Linked DNA regions of Strix aluco: region 1 is linked to region 2. Evidence: chromatin contacts called from public Hi-C data. All regions are on one chromosome and are shown on one strand. The core of a region is the stretch at or near the end of the contact, and the rest is flanking DNA. Distances in the headings are between cores, read along the strand shown. Region 1 holds the start of MMAA (metabolism of cobalamin associated A). Region 2 holds the start of OTUD4 (OTU deubiquitinase 4).

Evidence for each region. A called contact is a pair of places that touch in the nucleus more often than the background predicts.
Region 1: a contact with region 2 is called in a Hi-C map of heart, with 7 times the contacts expected there. The contact joins the promoter of MMAA here to the promoter of OTUD4 in region 2. A contact is called at or near these places in 2 of 2 Hi-C or Micro-C datasets (brain and heart).

What each region holds. Positions count from the first base shown.
Region 1 is chr4:80,275,593-80,279,422 of bStrAlu1.hap1, reverse strand. MMAA (metabolism of cobalamin associated A) reads right to left here and starts at 1,283. Exons shown (of 7, transcript XM_074823757.1): 1 at 1,265-1,283; 2 at 1-382. The coding sequence starts at 329.
Region 2 is chr4:80,139,375-80,143,051 of bStrAlu1.hap1, reverse strand. OTUD4 (OTU deubiquitinase 4) reads left to right here and starts at 1,351. Exons shown (of 22, transcript XM_074823742.1): 1 at 1,351-1,627.

The DNA of each region.
Region 1 (3,830 bases), core at 34-2,533, 140 kb before region 2:
TTCTTCCTACTCTGAGTTGATTCTACAAGTGTAATGGCTTCTGCTAAACAGGCTCTATGACCCTGGATTAATCCATTGTAAAGTCTGTCTACAAGTCTTTGTTCTCTGTCAGAAAGTCCCTCTATTTGCTGGTCAGGGGCCACTTGTTGACACAGCTCTCTCCTCAAACCGTTCGATGACCACATCCACTTTACACGATCGAGGTGCGCTGGCGTAAGAGATTCAACGCGCAGGAAATCTGCTCTGGAAGCAAAGTCGAAGTTTGTGAAGTAAGTTCTTCTAGAGAAATAACAATGAGGGAATCTCAGCAGCAAAGAGGGGATCTTCATCTTGTTTGGGATGAAATAACAGAGGTATCAGTTCACTTCTATTTGCAGACACCCTAAAGAGAAAGAAAAATGTTCTTACTTCCTTCAAAGCACCTGTAAGGACTCAAATGAAACCTACGTATGCAGGTGATCATCAGCTTTTATTTTATCCATACCTACTGTTTTAAACAAAAAAAGACAGCTCCCTCTTCCCGTTAGAAAAACAGAATAAAAGGAAGCTTCAATAGCACAGCATCTCTTTATTATCATACTTAATAAATGAACATATCATTTTTATAAATAATCAAATAAATATAAAGCATTTTCAAATAAGACAACCTCTAAGGGCACACACAGTACCCTAAAAATCCATGAACAAACCTGAAATCGCCATATATTCTACTTTCACGGCTGCAGGCCTTTTTAAAACAATTATTCAGCAGGAGCTTTTTACACGTTATTTCCAGAAGGGAAAAAAAAAAAACAAACCAAAAAAAGCCAAAAACCCCCAAACGGTCTAGACACGAGCACGTTTAGAAATAAAGTCAAGGAGCTGAAACCTCCCAGAGGACGGACACGAAGAGCAGCACCAGGCACAACCCCCACGCTCGGCGGGCCTCCTCCTACCCACCTCAGCGCCGCCAGAAGCCTGAAAGCCCGACCCCGGCAGAGCTGCTCCGAGGGCCCGTCAGGCCACTCTCCCTCACCGCTTTCTGACGCCTTTGGCGGGAGGGGAGAGGCTCGCCCCGGCCGCCACGACGCGCTCCCGGCGGGACAGGGCGGCTCCCCCCACCGCCGCCGCCGCGGGTCGAGGAGGCTGCCGAGTCGCCCCGTCCCCCGTTACCGGGCCGCCGGACGGCCCCAGCCCCGCACCCGCTCCATCATCTCCTCAGCCCGGGGGCGACGTTGGGGGTACGGGGTATCGCCTCGCGCGACCCCCCCGCCCCGCCACCTACCGGCGGAAGTAACGTCATAACGCCGCGCCGGAACCCGCCCGGCCACGGGGCGAAGGGCCCGCCCCGCCAGAAGTCGGCGCCCGCGTAGCCCCGCCCGCGGCGGCGCTCCGGCGGCGGGAGACGGGGCCCTCGGCAGCGGCGGCCCGGGGGCTGGGAGAGGGGAGGGGCGGCGGCAGCCCGAGAGCCTCCCGCGCCTTGATGCCGGCAGGAACATCTCCTTCACCCTCCGTGCCTCCCGTGATCCGGCTCTGGGCGGAATCGGGGTCACCCCCAGACCAAAGGGGCACTGCGTGAGGGCGGCGTGGGGCTGGGGTCGTACCAAGGCAGAATTTCCGCAGCTGCCCGCCGTGAGCTGCGCCCCAAGCTGCAGAGGGAGACCGGGCCCATCATCCACCACTCCGCAGGTCCTTGTGCATCAAACCCCATTGAAACCTCAGCCTAGGCTCAGGAAGCGACTCAACCCTCATCTAAAATCCTAAGGATATCATAACTAGCAAACTCAGTCAGTGCAAAAACAAACTTTCTATAAAGGAATGTTAAAGATTAATTGCACTAGAGGTACAAAACAACAGTGGCAACCAAATCTCTTTTCAAGTTCTCTCTTTGGAGATACACTCAAGACCCAGTTCCAGTTACTCCACCTTGATGTAATAAGTTTCTTTGCCTTCTCCTTGTTAAGAAAAGATGTTACAAATCCTCATTTCACTCCTGGCCTGAAGTCTTAAAAATGCATTGACAATTTACTAATCCCTGATTTCATTTCAGATATCAGGAAGGCAGAAGAAATGTTTAAATCCCCCAAACATGTTTATTAAATCATATTTCTTTTCAGTCTTCCTTTTGCCAAGTTAAACCTGATCTTTAAAATTTCCTCTCAGGCAAGGGTGGCTGTGGGTTTGTTGTTATTATTTAGTCATCTTAGCATCCCTTTCTTGCACCTCTTCTTGTTAAAGTACATGCATTTATTTCCAACAAACAGAAACGCACACAGGCCCCTGGCTGAGCAGTTACTAGTACCTTAGAATGATACCAGCACTTTTCTAGAATGTGTTAGACTTGTTCACAATCCTATCAGATTGGCAGTGCAACTGATGGACTGTATAAAATAACAAAAGTTTTGTTCTTAACTGCTGAATGCACGATTTAATCTCATTCCTATTATTCCAGTCCACAAGATTATCATACACAGAGAACTGAACAATCCATTCTTCAGAGTTCAGAAAACATGCAATTTTGTGTCCATATCAGCATGTGATGAAACCACAGCAGAAAGGGACAAGAATTCCCATTTCAAAATAGCCTCGTGTAGTCTTTTTGTTTAAGCGTGTCTTTATTCAGAGCTATCATGTATCGCTATCTCTTCCTTAAACAAGTTTTCTAAGGCTCTCTTTCAAGTGCTGTGCTTAAACCAAGGTAGCACATCCCCGTTATTAAAATAATAACAGTGGCAACAACAACAAAGCCATTCTGCTATGGTTTCATCACAGATCACTGATCCTGCTTCTTTTTCCCCACTTTGTGTGCTTTCATCTTGAATACTTCTGTCATTGACCTTGTTGCAAGAGCTAGATGAATGGGTACACAAAATTGCATGTTTTGTCAATGCTGAAGAGGAGAGTGGATTGTTCAGTTCTCTATGATAATCTTGTGGACCGGAATAATAGGAATGAGATTAAATTGTGCATTCAGCAGTTAAGAACAAAACTTCTGCTATTTTATACAGTTCATCAGTTGCACTGCCAATCTGATATGACCATGAACAAGCATTATGTGTTTTAGAACAGTCTTCCATTTTCAAGACCTTGCACACTGGTGAGGTGTGGAAGTCCAAATTGTTCAAGTCATCTCTTCTTTTTCCCCCTTTCCCCTCAACTCTATTTTCAACAAGTTTGCTTTTCTCCAGAGACTATAGTCGCTGAACGTCAGATATGACAGGAAGACTCCCTGTCACATTGTCAATTATATACACCCCTTCTTTCAATATTCTAGAATAGAGACTACACAGGTGTCTCAGAACTGTGCACTCTTCTACCATCTCTGATTTTATGTTACTCTGACCTCATCCAAAATTGGCAAAAGAATTCCTTGGAAGTTGAACCGTATCTAGAGTTTCCTTAATCTACATTCTGTCCTATTATACAGTGCTCTTATGTTTCACCTATCGTCTTTTAAAGTATGTGACCAAACATGGGGTTTTTGGTCTTTATTGCACACAGCTCAATCAATTTTGGTCAGACTCACTGTTTTAATGCTTTGTGATCTCCAACATATGGAGATCCCTTGGGTCATGTGTTCCTTTACCCGGTCATTATTAATTCACTTAACATCCTAGCTGAGGTATTCGGGAGGGTACTTCAGTAGATTTCCACATCAGCCTCTTTGTTTCTCTTCTTAATTTTCCTTTTTTTATTTTTTGGGGGGGAGTGTTTGTGAGGGTTTTTTTAATTTCAAATTTAATTTCAATCTTCCTTTTTAAGTTCTCTCTGCTTCTTTTTCCCAAGGGTGTCAGAAAAATAAAAATGTGCATCCCATAGTTATTCCATCACAGTCTGCAAACTTGTCTGAT
Region 2 (3,677 bases), core at 102-2,601:
TTCTCTTTCCTACCTTCTCCCTCTCTTGTGTCAGTGTTTGTGCAGCAAGTGCACAACAAAATGGTTTGCAGACCTGATCTCACTGAAAAATAACGTAGGGGAACGCCTGGCTGTCAGCTGGGTCAGTTTTCTCAACGCGCTTCACTGTCTGGCACAAACGCAGGCACACGGAGGCACTACCAGCTTAAATGTGTACGGTGCTGTTAACTTTGGAAACCTAAGAACATATAGGGATAAATGACTTCCACAGGATTGCGTTTTAGCCTACTGTCTTCAAAAGTACTGTTCACATGCCAGCTTCAATTTAATATGCACAGAATAGGGAAACTGAATTGCACCTTACCAGATAAGCCTAATAGTTTATATAACCTCATATTCTATTTCAACCAAAAATGGTCAATTCAAATCCAAAATCTCGTAATGGACTACTAAGCAAATGGGCAACCTAAAAATACTTTTTTTTCTAACCAGACTACGCTTCTATTTTTTTTTTTTACTGTGTCCCCTTAAGCATCAGGCTTTATCACCGTTATTAATATTTATGCTAGCTAGCTTGAAGTATTTGTTTAATTTTTTATTAGGTCCCCTTAAACACTTTGGCTTGGTCGTGCGTTTGAGTGATGACTTCCTACACTGAATAAGCATTTTATTAGGAAAAAAAAATCAAATTTTAATTTGCTACACACTTGCTTTATCTTCTCGCAACCTTCCCACCACTGAGTTACAGACATTTTACGTATTTCTTCACATCCGTTATAGCATTTCTGAGAAAGAGCAATGCGATATGAAAATACACACTGTCACTGTAACAGCACGCATATACCGAGGGCAGAGTTTTAACAATTTTTCCTCTGGGCAGCGATTGCCGGATCCCCCCTCTCTCCTGTCCCACACTTGTTCTTCCGGGCTGTTAACTCATTACAAAAAATACCTGTCAGAAAAACTCTTAAAAACGTTTTCCGTTGCATCCCACAGCCGGGGCGGGGGGGGGTGTGTGCTTACAACTAGGCTAAACTGCTGCTGAAGGCAGCGGTGCCATTAGGCAGGGGGTGTGAGGGCGGGCAGAGACCCTCACCCCCCTCCCGCCATTGGTGGCCGCGAGCGCGGGGACCTGCCGGCTGGGGGGAGGGAGACGTTCCCCGGCGGTACCACTGCGTGCCCCCGCGGGTGGCGACATGAGGACATCGCCGCTCGCCTCAGCACCACGCGGCTCCTTAAAGCCGCCCAGCGACGAAGCCCGGAAAAACAGCCCCCCCCCACACACACACCCCGCGAAACCCTCCATCTTCCAGCACCTGCGTATTCTCCCCTGCCGCCTCCTTCCTCCCTCCCCCGTGCGGCAAATGGTACGAGCCGCAGCAGCCCGCACAGGTGTGGCCGGTGGGACAAACCAATAGCGGGCGGAGGGGGGGCGCCGAAGAGTGATGAGAGGGCGGCGAAGCGGGAGGGCGAGACCGGGACGGGGCTGGCAGCGGCCGCATCATCGGGGAGCGACGCGAGCGGAGCGGCCGCCGCGGGAGATTGAAGTGCCGGGGCCGCGACGAGGCGAGGAGGGGGCGTCGCCGCTGCCGCCGTCGCTCGGGGGGAGGAGGAGAGGAGAAGGAGGGGGCCGCCCGCCCCTCCGCCGGTAAGTGCCAGTCAGCGGCTGAGGGGAGGGTGCGGGCCCCGCCGCGCCGTGGCCTCTCCAGGCGGGGAGTCCGGTCCCGCAGTCCCGGCGGCCCGTGTGCCCCCGGCGGGAGGGCCGCCGCGCAGGCAGGGCCCCTCGTGGGGCCCGTTCCTCCGCCGGGCTGCAGGCCGAGGGGCCGTCCCTGCCCCGGTGCGCGGCCCTGGCCTGGGCCGAGTCGCGCAGGCCAGGTTTGCGGGCTGGGAGGAGGCTTCTGGTGAACCGGCGCTGCCTGAAGCGGGAAAGGACAGGCGAGAGGCTGGGTGAGAGCTGGCCTCCTCCCGCCAAGGCTGCGGTTGGATGAGTACAGGCAGCCCCCGCCCGCCGCGCTGCCCCCCCCTCCCCTCTGCCGGCCCAGGTGTTGGCACAGGCAGGCCGTGAACTGAATCACAAAACTAATCTTGGTTTAAAAATAAAAGTTGGGGTGATTTTTTGTTTGTTTGTTTTTTAGCTTGAGTCAGCTTTCTGAGCTGATTCAGTGTACAGGCAGCAGAAGCGCTTGTGTGGGCAATAGAGGTTGGTGCAGAGGAGGAACTAGTGGCTGGAGCTGCTGCTTGTGGTAGAAGTGCTGGCTGAAAGTTTTAATAAAGCTGCTTGCTAATTAGAACATCTGTAATAACTCATGAGTTATAATTTGGCCATTCTTATCTTGATAGAGCATTTAATGTTGAGGTATTTCAGGTGTCTTTTGGTGGATGCATTTCTCCTTCTGTCTTAGAAACTGTGCGTGTACAGGCTAGATACCTTCAGCGAGAACTTCACCTTTTTAGAAACAGATTGCTTCTTGAGTAGCAGTATTTGGAAAAACTAATCTGTGGGTCACCATTGCTTGATCGACTTAAGGAGTCAGTTGCAAAAAGAGCAGGCTTTTAAGCAACTGACCACTATATGACTTAAATTATTTAATTTTCTCAGTGTATTCCCTTCATCAGAACTACATTTACATTCTGTCACATACTAGATGACCTTGTGTGTACAGGTGTTCTTGAGTTGAGCAGATGTGACGAAAGGCATTTGCCCTTCCTCTAACCAGCCTTTAGAATCACAATGACAAAAGGCTCAAATATGAGAGAAGACAAATTTGTAAACATGTTGGAGGATAGTTCTGTCTCTAACAGTGACAAATAGGGTGAGGAAAAATGGAATATTCCTAAGAAACTCTTAACTGGATACTAGTTTGATAGGTCTTAAAAGTGTCTTGCCAAATTGCTTTTATCTACAGAAGAAGCACCTCTAGCATGCAGGACTCTTCTAGTCTGAGTTTCTTAAGTGAATATGGTATCTGAGTCAGTGTCAGCAACTGTTTATGGTTCAGTTTTGTTAGATAACCTTTCCCATCTTCTGGTGAGAAGTTTGAGCTTTCCCTCCAGCTCCTTGCTAATATTTTTACATCATGCTCCTTTTCTTAAACATCCCCACGCTGCTTAACCAGCTCTCTGTCTTAGAGGTTCAGGTCATAGAATGGTTTGGGTTGGAAGGGACCTTAAAGACCATTCTAGTCCCACCCCCCTGCCACAAGCAGGGACACCTTCCACTAGACCAGGTTGCTCAAAGCCCCGTCCAACCTGGCCTTGAACACTGCCAGGGAGGGGGCAGCCACAGCTTCTCTGGGAAACCTGTGCCAGGGCCTCACCACCCTCACACGGATGAATTTCTTCCTTTTATCTAATCCAAATCTGCCCGCTTTCAGTTTAAAACTGTTACCCCTCATCCTGTCCCTGCACTCTGTGATAAAGAGTCCCTCCCCACCTTTCCTGTAGCCCCTTTCAGTACTGGAAGGCCGCTATAAGGTCTCCCCAGAGCCTTCTCTTCTCCAGGCTGAACACCCCCAACTCTCTCAGCCTGTCCTCACAGGGGAGGTGCTCCAGCCCCCCAATCTTCTTCGTTGCCTCCTCTAGACTTGCTTGAGCAGGTCTGTGTCCTTCTGATGTTGGTGCCCCCAGGGCTGGACACAGCACTACAGGTGGAGTCTCAAGAGAGCGGAGGGGGAGAATCCCCTCCCTTGAGGGGCCAC